2 separate regions of the Mus musculus genome follow, and region 2 is linked to region 1. The links are chromatin contacts, called in public Micro-C maps. All regions are on one chromosome and are shown on one strand. Each heading gives the region's core, a stretch centred on a gene start, on an enhancer-like site or on the middle of the called end of the contact. The rest is flanking DNA. Distances are from core to core; before and after follow the strand shown. Region 1 has its middle 49 kb from the start of Gm35701. Region 2 overlaps Ror1 (receptor tyrosine kinase-like orphan receptor 1).

Evidence for each region. Hi-C and Micro-C count contacts between places; a contact is called where the count stands out from the background.
Region 2: a contact with region 1 is called in a Micro-C map of muscle stem cells, with 6 times the contacts expected there. The contact joins two enhancer-like sites. A contact is called at or near these places in 15 of 484 Hi-C or Micro-C datasets (the C2C12 cell line, the C3H10T1/2 cell line, ECoMG myeloid progenitors and 9 more) and 3 of 115 datasets of contacts at active chromatin or transcription factors (astrocytes, embryonic basal ganglia and fibro-adipogenic progenitors).

What each region holds. Positions count from the first base shown.
Region 1 is chr4:100,042,478-100,050,415 of GRCm38.p6, forward strand. No RefSeq gene overlaps it. Among named protein-coding and RNA genes, the nearest start is that of Gm35701, 49 kb to the right of the region's middle. Within about 2 kb of position 2,899, at least 53 of the 459 cell types and tissues checked have an H3K27ac peak or open chromatin away from gene starts, as enhancers often do. A contact at or near this core is called in muscle stem cells, where this site is marked.
Region 2 is chr4:100,421,322-100,429,259 of GRCm38.p6, forward strand. Ror1 (receptor tyrosine kinase-like orphan receptor 1) reads left to right here. Exons shown (of 9, transcript NM_013845.5): 8 at 4,593-4,804. Among named protein-coding and RNA genes, the nearest start is that of Gm35760, 32 kb to the left of the region's middle. Within about 2 kb of position 4,955, at least 9 of the 459 cell types and tissues checked have an H3K27ac peak or open chromatin away from gene starts, as enhancers often do. A contact at or near this core is called in muscle stem cells, where this site is marked.

The DNA.
Region 1 (7,938 bases), core at 1,649-4,148:
TGATAGAAAAAACATGTAAAACGTTGAAGGAGAGATGCCTCAGCCACTAAGAGTGCACATTGCCCTTGTGGAGGACCAACTTGGGGTCTCAACAGCCAAAGCATGCGGCTCATGCAAATCCAACTCCGGGGGAGCTGATGCTCTTCAAGCTTCTTTTCACACGCACGCACGCACGCAGGCAGGCACGCAGGCAGGCACGCACGCAGGCACGCAGGCACGCACGCAGGCACGCAGGCACGCTCTCTCTCACACACGCTTAAAAAGAAAACTTTCTGAAAATACAAAGGAAAGAAAAGAAATCCTGTTTCTGGAAGATCAGCGCTGATCACTCATTGATGCTAGAATCTCTGCAGTGCAGATGACCACACCAATTATCTTCCTAGTCACTATTTATCCTGCCTGCCCTGCACAGAACCTCCGCCTGAGACGCAGTAAGCTACTGCTCCTGCCAGAAACATGAATATTTATTTTTGGTTTGTTTGTAGACAAAAACAAACACTGAGCATCAGTGCTCCTGTGGTTTGGATTTAGTTGACAAATATGTCTCCCAAAGGATCATGCACTGCAAGGCTAGTCACCACTATGACAAAATGAAAGGTGGGACCCACTGGGGGGCACAGGATGTTCCCTTTTAGGAGATATGTTGAAGGGTGTGTTAGGCCTTTTTGGTGGATTACTTTTTTAATAGAGGCATGTTAAAAAGGAGCCGGCTCTGCTCTCCCAAGTCTCCTGCTTGGCTTCTCACCACTCGCATTCCCTCACGTCTACTCCTGCAATGTTCTGTCATAAGATGGATACTCTAGTTGGACCCTCTGTCAGACTAGAAGCCATTCTGTTTGAACTTTGCAACCATCTCATCAAAAACCAAGTACAGCTGAGGAGGAGGATGACCCCATAGGAAGACCAGCAGTCTCAACTAACAGGGACCCTGAGATCTCTCAGACATTGGACTGTGGTCCCTGACACATATACAACAGAGGACTGCCTGGTCTGGCCTCAGTCAGAGAAGATGCACTCAACCCTCCAGAGACTTGATGTTCCAGGGAGTGGGGAGGTCTGGCGGTGGGAGTGGGGAGGTCTGGTGGTGGGAGTGGAGAGGTCTGGCGGTGGGAGTGGGGAGGTCTGGCGGTGGGAGTGGGGAGGTCTGGCGGTGGGAGTGGGGAGGCATCCTTTTGGAGACAGGGGGAAGGAATGGAATGATGAACTGTGGGAGGGGGCATCGGAAGAGGGACAATGGCTGGACTATAAAAAATGAAAGTAATAATGAAAATGTAAATAAAAATCAAGTACTCACCTTTCTTTTTTACATTATCCAGCACCAGCTATTTTGTTATAGCAACACAAGAATAGACTAGAGTAACTGGCTAAAGCACTTCTCAGAAGACCCTGATGAAAGCCCAGGGGACCGTGCTGCAGCCAAAGAAAGAATATTTCACCATGTCACTGACTCAGACTGAAGTAACATGGAGGATGCATGGGGTATGGAGTAAGGTTGATTTGGTCTTGGATCACTTTGATTGTAGGTAAGACCTATTTTTAAAGAAACACACACACACACACACACACACACACACGACTATTCTCAGAAGCTCTTAGAATGGCCTACAGACTTTGTCCATAACTAGTAAAACCAAATTTGTGGCCAAGAAAATGCACAGGTTTTTGTCCTGAGACTGTTTCAGTAGAGGTGAGGGTTGGTTGTTGCTTGTGATGGAACCCTTGGGCTTCCTAGCTCAGTGGTCCACTCAGCAGCCAGAGCTGTGATAGCAGCAACTCTTCCCCTTCCCCAGGGCTACCTGCTCCTGCAGTCTGATGGTTAAACCTCCTCCTCGATTGTTCCTATTGGAGAAGCAATAGAATTGCAGGTGTGGACTGACCAATGAGGAGACATTGTAGTGCCACTTTGAGGTGTTTTTGTTTTAAACAAACTGTGTGGCCAATCTAGGTAAGAAACGATATCATCCTTCAGGCTCAGGTGTAGTAGGCCAGAGACACTTTGCCATCAGAACAGCAGCTTCTGAATTGTCCTTTATGGCTGCTCCCCAGAATGAGGCTCATCCCTCAATATCTTTAAAAGTAGCAGGATGAGGATGGTAGGGAACCAGAAATCATGGGAGTTTCTGAGACTCCTGAAGTCAGATGATCTCTCTGCCCTGGCCGATTCTCACTGTTGTAACTGCATCCGTATTAAATGACAGCTGAAATGAAATTGTTATAAGGAAGCAACAATATTAAGGATAGGAACAGACATCGTCATTTAGATATTAAAGTCACAGCCTGAGCACAGAGGAGACACTAGAAGGGGCACCCTCCGTGTACAGACCGGTGAGTCACATCTGAAAATGCAATAACGGTATAGTCTGACTTTGTGCCAGATACTTAACCTCTCTGGTCTGTAAGTGCCTTATCTGAAGAATGGGACCGGTTCTTCTCATGAAGTAGAGGGACCGTCTGCCATGTCCTGCCACTGTTACACATGTTGCTATTGTGCTTTTCCTCTCTCCTTTCTGCTTGCAAAGGTGAGCTGCCCAAGAAGCAAACTGGGCGAGGCAATGTCAAGGCTCTGGTTTTAGATGACAGGCCCACGTGAGAACCTGCACAGTCAGGGGAAGACTGCCATCCTGGAAAAGAAGAATCAGTAAGCACGTGACCAGCAAGGAAGAACAGCATCCCCTTTCTAAGGCCCTCCTTTCTCTGCCACCTACCTAGCCTGACCTAATTGCACCCCAACGGTTATTCTAGGAGTGCCTCCTCCATGGTTCAGAGGGATCGACCTGAGGGCGGGGGGTGGGGTGGTGGTGAAGCTTGCTACTCTGTGTGCCTGATCTCTGGGTATGAGGAGTCGTTGTAGCCACGTGACACTGCATCACTCTTTAGTGACACACTGTCTCTCGCTGGGCTGCGACTGAGTCATACTCATCCCTGTTCCCCCAGGGCCTCACCTGGTCCTGTGCCTGGCTCAGGCTAGGCAGTCTGTGCTTTGAAACGGTAAGCCAGGATTTGGGTGATGCGAGGATTTCATGCTCCCTTCGCACTGTGTTTTCCTTTTCTGTTTTAACCAAATAGGCTTTCCTGGATCAGGATGGGTTGGCTGTTTTATAACAGCCCCACTCTAAAATCTCGGTGGCTTAACTTAACAAAAGTTTATTTCTGACTCATGCTATGTCCCCTGTGGTTATGGGCAGTTCTCCAGGACAGCTGTTCTGCATACGATGGCCTAGCAATCCAAGACTCCTTTGATTTGGTGGCTCCATCATCGTCATCGCAACACAGGGCCAGGCAAGAGCCAGCAGGAGACACAAGCCCTCTGCTCAGCCCAGAAATGCATCCCCGTCACTTCCTCCCTGGGTCCAGCCACATCTAGGCATATGATCAGCCCAACCTCAAGATTATGAGGAAGAGTCCTTTCCAATGTGCTCAGGAAGGAGGAAGAAGACTGCATATATCTGGGGACCAACCATGCTTATAAGGGCTCAACCAGAAATCCAAAGGCCTGAGTTAAAAGAGAGAAATTAACACCAATGTCCAATTCCTGTATGTATTCGTCTCTAAGTACAAAACATTGGGCATTTGTGACACATGTACCAGGTGTCAATCATGGTTCTAGGGACTAGAACAAGAGGGGAATTTTTTCCCCCAAGGGCTTCTCTGTGCAGTCCTGGCTGTCATGGAACTCACTCTATAGAACAGGCTGGCCTCGAACTTACAGAGATCTGCCTGCTTCTGCCTCCTGAGGGTTGGAATTAAAGGTGTGCACCACCACCATCTGGTTCCCAGCAGGGAATTTAAAATGATCATGGACATTATAAACCTCTGCTCTTCTGAGAGACGACAGGCCATAAATAGATATTCAAAGTGTCAAATGTTCTATGAAAGAAAATAAAGAGGAAAAAATAGAGAGAAAGAGAGCACCTGAGGGGGTTGCCATTTTGTATACGGAGGGATGAAAGCCCTTGTTATTGAGAAACTTAAAGTTAGAGGGATGTGCCACTACACGGGGACAGAGGGACATAGACTTGCAAACAGTGAGAGAACTTGGCAAAATGGCTAGGTTGATTGGCTCATTAAAGACTTTTATTGGAGTTGGTAATGCCAATATGCATAAAAATCATCGGACAGGTCTCCAGCTGTCTCCAGTGCATCAGAGGAGAGAGATGTATAGATATGTTCAATGAAAGTAGGGAGTCAAAGAGGGCAGGGGAGAGAGAGCAAGAGAGGGGGGGGAGAGAGGGGGGGAGAGAGAGGGGGGAGAGAGAGAGAGAGGGAGAGAGAGAGGGAGAGAGAGAGGGAGAGAGACAGAGAGAGAGAGGGAGAGAGGGAGAGAGAGGGAGAGAGAGAGAGGGAGAGAGGGAGAGAGAGAGGAGAATGAGAGCAAGAGAAAGAGAGAGAGAGGAAGTTTCCATTTTGATGGAAGAAGTTCAGGGGAGGCATAGTACAAGAAGTGAATTGTTGGTAGAACGGAGGCATTTTAGTTTTCTACTGCTGCACAACTAAAGAGACATGACTCAAAAGCCTGTCCTATTTCTCTTGATCCAAGGGTTAGCCAGGCTCTGCCCAAAGTTCTGAAACATTTCTGTTGACCAGATCCACCATGCCATGAAATTAGTATGTAATCTGGTGTGGGGATAATACCTAGGTTGACTACCTCCCATGCTTTGTTCCTCACTCGTGTGGCTGGGACATCTGGGGCTGTTTGGAATTGCCCCTCTCTCCAGGAGAACGGGACTAGTCGAATGCAAATTTTCTCACATGGGGTGGGATCTCAAGGGAGTGAATAAAACTTCAAAGCCACAAAGGGTCTGGAAGTCGCCACTACATCATTCCCGTGTATCCCGCAACTCAAAGCCAATTGAAAAGCAGCCAGCATTCAGGGGAGAGGGACCTGCATTCCTGTCCAAGGAGGGGGACCCCAGGGAGACCATGGTTTCAGACAATCTATGGCAAGTAGAAACAGCAGAGTACAGCAGGTGTGTCTGTCTGTTTCCTCACTCCTTCTTCCTTAGAATGTAAGTAGACCTCTGCCCGGGCTCATTCGGAAGTCTCAGGAATATCATCAGCACTGGGGCAAGAGATGAGACACACTTACTATCTGTGATGGTTTGGGTATGTTTGGCCCAGGGAGTGGCATTATTAGGAAGTGAGGCCCTGTTGGAGTAGGTGTGTCTGGTGTCCCTGTGGGTGTGGCCTCAAGACCCTCACCTTAGCTATCTGGAAGTCAGTCTTTTCCTAGCAGCCTTCAGAATAAGATGTAGAACTCTCAGCTCTGCTTGCATCATGCCTGCCTGGATGCTGTCATGTTCCCACCTTGATGATAATAGACTGAACCTCTGACCCTGTAAGCCAGTTCTAATTAAATGTTGTCCTTTATGAGACTTGCCTTGGTTATGGTGTGTGCTCACAGCAGTAAAACCCTAACTAAGACACTATCCTACCACAATGAATAGTGACTGCCAAAACTGTCTGCAGCATGACAACACTGATTCCATAGCTCTGTCTGCATATGAACAAACCATAGGATGGGCGGGGATGATAGGACAGTGAATGGTGCTGCTTATGGTACGTTTGTGCTAAGCTGTCAGTTTTAAATGCCGGAGATGTGCAAAAAAAATATTGAAAATTGGAGCTGGAGAGATGGCCTACCAGTCAAGAACCCTTGCTACTCTTCTTGAGGACCTGAGTTTAATTCCTAGCACCTACATAGAATGGCTAACAATCTCCTGTCCCAGGGTCCCAGGAGACCGGATGCCCTCTTCTGGCTTCTGCAGGAACCTACATGCAAACAGTTCACAAATGGAGGAGCAGACATATACAGATATACACTAATACTTTTTTTTTTTTTAAGTTAAATAGACTATCACATTACAGGGCAGCATTTTCTTTTTTTTTAAGTTTTTGAGATGGGGAGAATGTAAGCATGACTCTCCTAGAAAGAGGGATCCTGAGGGGCCTAGAAGGGGAAGCAGGTGACAGACCTGTCAAGCAGTTCCGAAGCAAACAACTTTGCTCTGAACTCAGGAAATCATACTTGGTTTCCAGCCAGAATGAACTTGGCACTCCCGAGCTCCTGAGCCTGGGGAAACAGTCTAACTGGGCTTAGATGCTCAGCAGTTGGAATGCTCAGGCAATGTTATACATTCAACTCTGTGAGCTGAATTCCCCAGCAAAGCCCAGTACTGGCAGCTCACCTGCTTCCATGGCTTTTGAATCCCCAAGTGTGTCATAATGTGGGCAGATCAGTTTTGTGCTTGAAACTGCTGAGCATGCAGGATTTGAGGTACCCCGTGGTAAACGAGGGTTGCAAAATAGTTAGGACTTAGCTCCCAGGAACAGAGGTAAAATAGAAGGAATCTGTGTCACTGCTTTTGGTGACGTGGGACAGCTGACTTAGCCAGGCTCCAAAGCTAGGGGCCTGGAGGTTTTCTCTGAGCTTATGTTCATACGCGGACTTCTTGTCCCTTACATATTAATGCTCTGGTCTTATCCCTTCAGCAGAGCACAATCCTGATGTAAATTCACTAGTGTAATTATCTTCCTCTTTCTCCAGCGTAGCGGTGGCAGGGTGAGACATGTTGCATCTGGAGGGCCGTGGTGGGACCTGGATAATAAATACCCATGGTGCACAGTGGCTTTCAGCAGCATCTAGTGGGGCCTGGATAATAAATACCCATGGTGCACAGTGGCTTTCAGCAGCATCTAGACTTCAGATTTCAGCTTGAACCCAGATTCTGCCTTGTCCAGGCTGGGTGGCTTGCAAGCTTCCAATTCTGTAAAACACAACGGTGCCTGCTTTTCAGAGTTGTAAAGATAAATATTTTCAAAGTCTGCTTGCTGGTAAAGGCATATCTGCAGAACGCCTGGCATCTGCAGAGGGCTCGTAACATTTCAAAGCTGTTTATCAGTGTGGGCCTTCAAATGAATGGGTCTCTTTCTTGGTTACAGGATTGGGATCCTGCTATAACCCAGTCCAGTTGCTCAGCGGCTTCATGAGTCGAGTCCAGATGCCCGTCCCTAATACTGATAGAGAGATGTTTCTGTTCTGCAGCTTCAGGTTGGACTATTGGCAGGGCTGGACCACAGTACACACCTTTTGAAACTCAGGGGGAGGTGGTAGAAAATTGCTTTATCTGGCATCTCGGCCACTATCTACGTTTCTTACCTCTTGTGTCATATTTTGGCTACTGGAGTCTGTTAACCGTATCCCAGACTCTTCCCGTAAAACTCCCTAACCAGAGCAAGCCCTTGCGACTACGAAGGGTTGGTCACGGATCAGGTGGAGGCTCCAGGTGCTTCACTTCATCACAGACGAAGCCTTCCCTGGTGGGGACTCCAAAGGGTATTTCCTTTGGGAGATTCAACTTTTATTTTATTTATTAAGTATAATGCTGCTTAAAGTCCGAAATGTTTCTGTATCTCCATCTACGGCGTTTATCTAGTTTCTAGCTGGAGCAAGCTCAAGTTTCCTTCAGATTCTCGGTGAAAACATTTTAGAAATGGCCCCCCGTGTTTCTAGTGACAGGACATTTGCAGCAAACTCCAATCTCATAGCCACTCACTCACCAGTGGCAGGCAAGTCCTGGGAGATGGATGGGATTCCAAGCCCAAACTGAGTGGCTATCACAAGCCAGGCACGGCACAACTGCAGAAAACAAGAGATGAGGCTCGGCTCTGGAGGTGTGTATGTCCCTGGACTGCTACATCTCACGCCATCCTGTCCTTAGGCATGCTACTTCACTTCTGTGTCTATGACTGGCTTCTTAGTCTTTCTACCAGGCAGCAAGCCTGAGCTTGGCACTCATGTATCATTGTTAACAGCAGGCAATGCTAGATGTTGTCACAGACGTCTCAAAGGTCTAAAGAACCAAGCAGAGTAGTTCCTGTCTTGTTCATCAAGTCCATTTGTGTTTGCCAAGCGGCTCTTCTCTAAGCAGGGAAGCATAG
Region 2 (7,938 bases), core at 3,705-6,204, 380 kb after region 1:
GTTGTCCTTGAGAGGAGCTGTTCCACTTTTGAACACAGGACTCATCTGAGAATAAGCAGTATATTCTAGGTGTTTCTAGCCTTAAGTCAGGGGCTTAAATGCTAGGCATGCCTGCCAACTGAAGACCTCATTATGGTTCCTTCTCCCTTGGTGCCTAGGCCTACATTAAAATATCGCCAATGCAGTCATCTGCATGTTACATACCCACTTATTCCGGAGTTTTCAGATACATGGTAGAGACCCTTATTTTCTATGGTTTGTACAACTTTTTCAGATGACTCGTTAAGACTCATTTCATTTCCTTTGAATTCTAAGGTTCTATATAATTTCTTCCCACATTTGCTGTTTAAAATCAGTGCATTTTATTTTAACTCAAGGGTTACATTTCAAATGATAATCAAATGATAATTTTACTTTATAAAAGTCCCTCTTAAATAAGAAATCATGTTTACTTTGCTTTAAGCACCTTTAAGGGTTAAAAAACGGGGGTAGGGGGGATATTTTCCCCATTATATTTAGTTACTAATCAAAATATTGAATAGCATTATAAAAATAAAATAGGAATGCCAGGTGTGTGATACCAAGCTGTCGTTTTTGTTTTGTTTTGTTTTGTTTTTTAAAGATAATTAACCACATGATCTTGACTACATTGCTGGTTCCAAAGATCCCAAGTACTGAACATTATATAAAAAGTATGTGTAATTTTTAAAGTTATCCTAAAGTTTTAAAAATCTTCACCGTTCTAATTTCTAGACAATTTCTCTGCAGTGCATTTGAGGGGTCTGATACCCTTTCAAGTGAATAATAAGAACAATGGCCTTTGTTCCAGTGTGTTGTATATGTCTGTGCCTAGTATGAACCCCATTGATAGGAATCCTCAATGATGGGGAATCTTGGCATCCAAATGATGGCCATTATCCCCATCTGATACTGTGGGTAGCTGTGTTTTAATTTAGGAAGCATGGCTGTGTTGATGCCAGAGGACTCTTACGGTCTAGCTTCTATACATCATTTATCCTTTTTCAGCTTCAAGGTCTCAACGTGTAAATTAAAGTCACACTGAAGTGTCAGGTTAAAATGAGGAATGGAACTGTTTAAATTGTAAGGGCCAGGAAAAATGATCAGGGGGTAAAGGAACTTGGTAGCATCAAGCCTGAAGACCTGAGTTTGATTCCCAGGACCCACATGGTTTAAGGAAAGGACCAATTTCTTCCATTCTCTTGACTCCAAAGGCACACTGTGGCACAAATACACACACACACACACACACACACACACACACACACACACACCACTATACAAGAATTTTTAAAATGTAATTCCCAGGTAGTAGTTAGTTTTATAATTTTTTTCACAAAGGCTGATTGCTGTTCTATGGGACATCTTTTTTTAAGGCTTGATGTTGTTGTTGTTGTTGTTGCTGCTGCTGCTGCTGCTGCTGCTGCTGCTGCTGCTGCTGCTGCTGCTGCAGACTGGATCCCCTTCTAGCCAAGACCATACAGTGGCAATCAGGGAGGAATGACTTTGAAGTCTTGGGGTACTCTGAGCCTGTCTTCCATCTCTCCCAACATGACCACCTATTGTCCCTTGGGACTGTTGCACTTGGCAAGCAGACTCTGCCTGCTGTGCTCCATGAATCCTCTGTGTAAGCAGAGGAGCCAAGTCTGGCTGTGTTAAAAGGATTTAGCCTCTTGAAGTTTATTCTCCAGCAGACCCACGGGAGCATTTTTCCCAGCCCGCCCATTTACAATAAAAGGCCTTCCTGCTGTCCTCCCGTGCCTAATCTGATAGAGAATGAAGGTAGAATAGATTCCTTTGTTGGCAGACAGGTGAGACTCTACTTTCTCTTGTTGCTAAAACTCTGGGCTGAAGAAATAACTAGCATTACATTAGTAGTAAATTAGCCTCGTTCCTTTTGTAATCGTTACGCTCATAATGATTTCACAGAAAATCCAAGAATAACAGCAGGGATCACCCGCTCACACAGAGAAATTCTATAATGTTAATAATAGAGCATCCAACAACCGAATAGCAATTTTCAATTATCCAGGGTTCTTTCGTGAACCTGATCCCATTTGAGTCTCACATGAACCAAATAAGATTGGAAGACTAGCTATTATTATACCTGTTTAATACAGGAAGAGCTGAAGATCAGAGAGGGTGATTTCTGCTTAAGGTTATTTGGACTTTCCAGCTCCAAATGTTTATCGCACAATCCCCTTGTCTCTAAGGGAAAACACTTGAGTTGCAACAGGCATTAGAACAGCTACTTTCCATATGACTATCCTTACAGCAACCTATAAAGTGTGTAGGGTTTTGTCTTTAGGTGTTTTGTTTTGTTTTGTTTTGTTTTTTGTTTTTTTGTTTACATATCATGGCGTATACATAGCATGGTTAAACTGGCTCAACTTGACCTCAATGATGACAAGGACAGTATTCAGAAGTATCTGACTTTAAGATAAATGCTTCCTTTACTCTGCCACATTGCCTCTAACCTGTGTGTGCACCGTGTGTGTGTACATAGGCTCACATTAGACCCTGAGATGTGTATTCCTCCATTCACCTATCCCCAGACATACAAACACAATCACCATTTGAGAAAATTACAGAGTTAGTGTGAGCCCCAGCAGTTCCCCGGTTTACTATTTACACATGACAGTGGAAAGTGGGGAGCTTAGAACTTTGATGCCACACTCCCTACATTACAGGTTCCCCTCATGGGCTCCCACCATGAGAACATAGGTGCGCATAATCAAGAACTCAACCATTGATAGCCCAGGGTCATGTTCGATCTGACAGCATGGAACAAATGCTATTGGGAGGCACCCAGCCTCTGACCTGCCAGCTGTGTATTCTCAGACTAGCGAGTAGTTTAGCTCTTCTTCACCATAAAAATAGGGGTATGCGTGTTTCTTTTCCCATGGAGCTGGTTGTCATTATAAAATGAGTTCATTTTGAAAAGTCCCCAGTTTATCATAATGGTGATAGGAAGCATGACTTATGCTGGTGGAAAAATAAGTAGAGTAAAAATGCTATTTTTTGTGCCAGGTATACATCCTTCCACAAGACTTCTGGCATTAACACAAAGTGAATGTTCTCAAAATTGAGTTGGGGGGGGGGTGTCTCCTTCCTAAGGTTACATGCTAAATGTATTTGAGAAGAAGGCTCAGTATTGTGGTATCTCGCCAAAGAGGTCTCAAAGAAAATGAAAAAATAAAGACTATTTCCACTTACGAGTGCCTAGAGCCCTCTTTGTTTAAAGGGACCTTCTTGGGGTCCTGTTGTCATTTTGTTTATACGTCTGCATCTGCATTTACAACGACGTATTATAATAGCACTGTCTCTATTTCCTTATAAGACTGTGAAATTCTTAAATGAATCGGGCATGTAGTAATTCATTCTGCACTCTCAGTTTCAAGACCAGCTCTCGGCACACAGTGGCTCACACTTGTTGAGGGAGTGGGAGGATAGCTGAATGGAAGCATGTTGATCCTTCCACAGAGTAAATAAGCATCTCTAAATGTTGTGTCAGTCAAAATGTTCACACTGTGGGTTTTGCTAAAGAAAGACAGCTGGTCTTGGTGGTCAGGGTATGTCATTATTGTAACCTCTCTAATTACCATCCCATAATTCGTGTGTTTATTTTACCAGACAAATAGTTCATTAATGATGACATATGCCCAAAGCTTTTGGCTTTACTGGTCCGGTTCAAATGAATAAAAAGAAAGGCATACCTCATATCCTTCTATATATATTAAATTCTTTGCCAAGCAATAGTAAAATGGATGTATAAGATTTCAAAAATATACTTCAAAGTGTTAGCACTTGCAGTTACTGGGTTCATATGAAACCATTCAAGACAAATCCTGGGGTTTCAAAAAGTGTCAAGTTATACAGCACTTCTGTGTTGGAGGGACTTGTAGACACCCTCCAGAACACTCACTTCCCTTCTCGATGAGAGAGAGTGAGACCCACATTGCCAAATGATTAGCTTCAGTTGTGTAGCTTGCCAGACACTGAACCGACCCAGCCTGCCTACAGGCCCTCACATTCTCAAGGCAGTACCTTCCAAAGTGGGGACCAGGATTCTGCAGTCATATTGATCCTGGAAGATTCATGGCCGGCCCAGCATATCCCTAGTTCCCAAGGCAGGGGCACCTTGAAACTCAGGAGCACCACTCTATGGTGTTTGATCTGGGCCAACAGCCAATGGAGAAGAGCCTTGTGGTCTGCGTTAAGGCTTCATGTACACAATATATAATAATATATACACCCAGTAAGTTCATGTGTCATTTAACTTCTAAGGTGTGAGAGAAATGCAGGTTGGCTGTGGGAGAAAGGGAACATCAGAGGTCCCATCACACATCCAGAACCTTCACAATGTCCAGCTGTGATTTTCAAACATTTGAACTTTAAACTTTTAAACTTCAGTAAACTACATTGAGGGTTTGATAGAAACAAATCATAATATGCATTAGATTCTTTTTCTCTCACTGTGAATGTATAGAATAAATCGTTTAAACTTTGCAATGTAATATTATACATTTTTTTTGACCAGTATAACACTTGCCTTTTTTTTTTTCTGTCCCCAGATTCCAAAGATTCCAAAGAGAAGAATAAAATGGAAATCTTGTACATTCTGGTGCCAAGTGTGGCCATTCCCCTGGCTATCGCCTTCCTCTTCTTCTTCATCTGTGTGTGCCGCAATAACCAGAAGTCTTCATCACCACCAGTCCAGAGGCAGCCAAAACCCGTCAGAGGACAGAATGTGGAGATGTCCATGCTCAATGCATACAAGCCCAAGGTAAGATGGGTGGCATGCGTCAGGGGAGAGTGACCTGCTACAGCCCTCCTGCTTGAACCAGAGGAGAGACACAGGCAGAGTTCAAAGCAAACACAGAGGAGAACCATGGAACTCTGCCTTTCCCATGGGCAGCTCAGGAGTGTGGGGCAAGCCAGACCACAGCCCTACACTGGAGCCAACTGGCCAGGAGGGCTCTCTGCCAGGCCCACAGGGCTCAGAGTGTGAGCTGCTTTTCAAATTCAAAGAAAGAAATTCCATGCTCTTTTAACCAATGTGAAAGAAAAGAGAGATCTAACATTGTTTACAAACTTGCCTGTTTTATGGTACATGGAATGAATATAGAAATTTGTTATACTATACTATATAATTTTGAATGATTAAGACAGTAAATTATATGTCATGTACTTTTTACTATGGCTTTTTTTTGAGAAATCTTTTTAATGCCTAATTTAAATCTATTTCCCTTTGCTTAAAGCATCTTTTAATAGAAATGTTTTCCTCCTGGTCCTCTTTGAAGTTGTTCTGTTATAGTCCACCTGAGTCTTCCCCCTCTCTGCTAGATTACCAGCCCCTTCTTGTTGCTTTTCCAACACATCTTTCAACATGTAGGCTGCTCAAGGTCCTGGTGAGCATCCCAGGGTCTCTGGTTTTGCTCTGAGTGCAGCTGCTATTCTAGATCCTGCACTGTGGTCTAAAAGCACTTCCTCTCAAGAAGGCCAACATCTCAGTCCCAGGCCCTTCTGAAGAGATGCATTTCAACAGTTTAGAGTTCCTGCTTCCAAATGCTTAGCTTTTCATCTTGTTCCAACTCCAGAAGACCATGCATGCAACAATTATTTGTCTCCTCTCTGTGTTAGGGACTACATTTTTCTCTTCACCTTGATAATAAACTTTTAGGAAACCCAATGTCTTCACACTTACATTAACTCATCTTCTTGCTTATTAAGTATAGTAGAATTATGGAGACTATCACATCTCATATTATTTATTTTATTTTGCTTCATGTTGTAAGGATTTGTTTTTTAAAAAAACAAAGTCTTCAAAACACATTTGCAGTTACAAAGTCATATTTGTTGGTTTTCAGGTTCTTTAAATGTGAAATTTTCACTTTCAAACATTGTTTCTTAAACCAAACCACTGCTCAACTAGTTAAGTGTTCATTTCTCTTTTTTAAGAGTTGTTTATTTTTTTATTTATATGAGTACACTGCAGCTGTCTTCAGACACACCCTAGAAGAATGCATCAGATCCCATTACAGGTGGTTGGTTGTAAGCCACTGTGTGGTTGCTGGGAATTGAAATTGGGTCCTCTGGAAAAGCAGTCAGTGCTCTTAACCACTGAGCCATCTCTCCAGCCCAACTGTACATTTCTACCACTTATTATTTTTGTTCTTTTCCCCTTTATTTAAAATATTTTTCATTATTTTCATTAATTTATTTATTTAGTCACTTTTATGTCCTGATGGCAGCTCCTCTCCTTTCTTTCCTCCCAGTCCCACCCTTACAAATCCCTCCCCCAGTTACCCCCTCTCCTTCTCTGAGAAGTCCCTCTTAGGTACCGCTCTGGGACATCCATTGGCAGCAGGACTAGGCACATCCTCTCCTGCTGATGCCCAAACAGGCAGTCCTGTTAAGGGAAGGTGATCCAATGGCAGGAAACAGAGTCAGAGACAGCCTCCGTTCCAATTGTTAGGGGACCCACATGAAGACCAAGCTATGAATTTGTAGGACCTAGGTCCAGCCCCTGTGTGTTCTTTGGTTGATGGTTCAGTCTCTGTGAGCCCCTATGGTGCCAGGTTAGTTAACTCTGTAGGGTTTTTTTTTTTTTTTTTTTTTTTTTTTTGTGATGTCTTTGGCCCCTCCAGTTTGTTCAATTCTATCTGCAACTCTTCCACAGACTCCCTGAGCTCTGCCTATGTTCGGCTGTGAATGTCTGTGTTTCTATCTGCTTCTGAATAAAGCCTCTCTAGGCTCCTGTCTGCAAGCACAGCAGGGTATCATTAATAGTGTCAAGGGTTGGCTCTCCCACATGAAATGGGTCTCAAATTGGGGCAGTCATTGGTTGGCTGTTCCCTAATTCTCTGCACCATCTTTATTCCTGCACATCTTGTAGGCAGGACAAATTTCAGGTTGAAGGTTTTTGTGGGTAGGTTGATGTCCCCTCCCTTCTCTGGAAATCCTGCCTGACTACAGGAGGTGGCCACTTCAGTCTCCATATCCTCCACAGGTAGGAGTCTCAGCTAGTCTACCAGTGATTTTAAAAAGGAAATATAAATGTAAATGCCTTAGAGGTCAGTTCATGTCATAGACTTGGGGTGGTGAGAATCAAGGTTTGATGCTTTTAAAATCCTGGATTCTGGTTAGCTGGTTTGCATGCATTATAGTAATTAATGTCATGCCATACTCAGTTTTTACTTAATACTACTACAAGAGTGAAGGAAAGAGAGGGGGCTGGTATTCATGCATATTCTCAGAGCAATAGTGGGCTCTATATGAAGATTCCCATGCAATAGCCATTTCTTTCCTATCATTTCTGTGTCACTCATTTAGTTGGTTACAATGGCACAGCATGCAGTAGCCACTGTCCTGGGGACACAGTCCTGACTACTGTGCTGGAATCCATGGGAAAGTGACTACTGTTCAGAAAACAAATACATCCATTTTATAGATTAGCCTTGCTCATTACCTGAATTCCATTCTTAGTGGAACCGTGCTTGTAACGCACAGTCTCTAAGAAGCAGGAATCTCTGAATTAACAGTGTTTCCAAATAAAGAATTCAGAGGCCTCTGTGGCATAACAGAGAATGTTAGTATATAGAGATTGATACAAATTACCAAAACGTGTATACTAGGTGATGGGACTAGATGGTGAATCCCCCCAAAAAATCACACCACACAACAGGTCTTGTGGGAGATTTATTAAAAGGGAAGGGGACCGAGCTTGATTGCTGACATTGTTGCTGGGGTCCCTTTCAGCTGTCTATGGATGGAGGTGACTGATTGACAACACTAGCAGCTTTAATTTCCATGACATTTGATCTTCATAGGTATTACATAAAGTAGATACTAGTATGCTGTTGGATAAATATGGAAACCTAGACACACACCCCCCAAAAAAACCCAATGAAACACAGC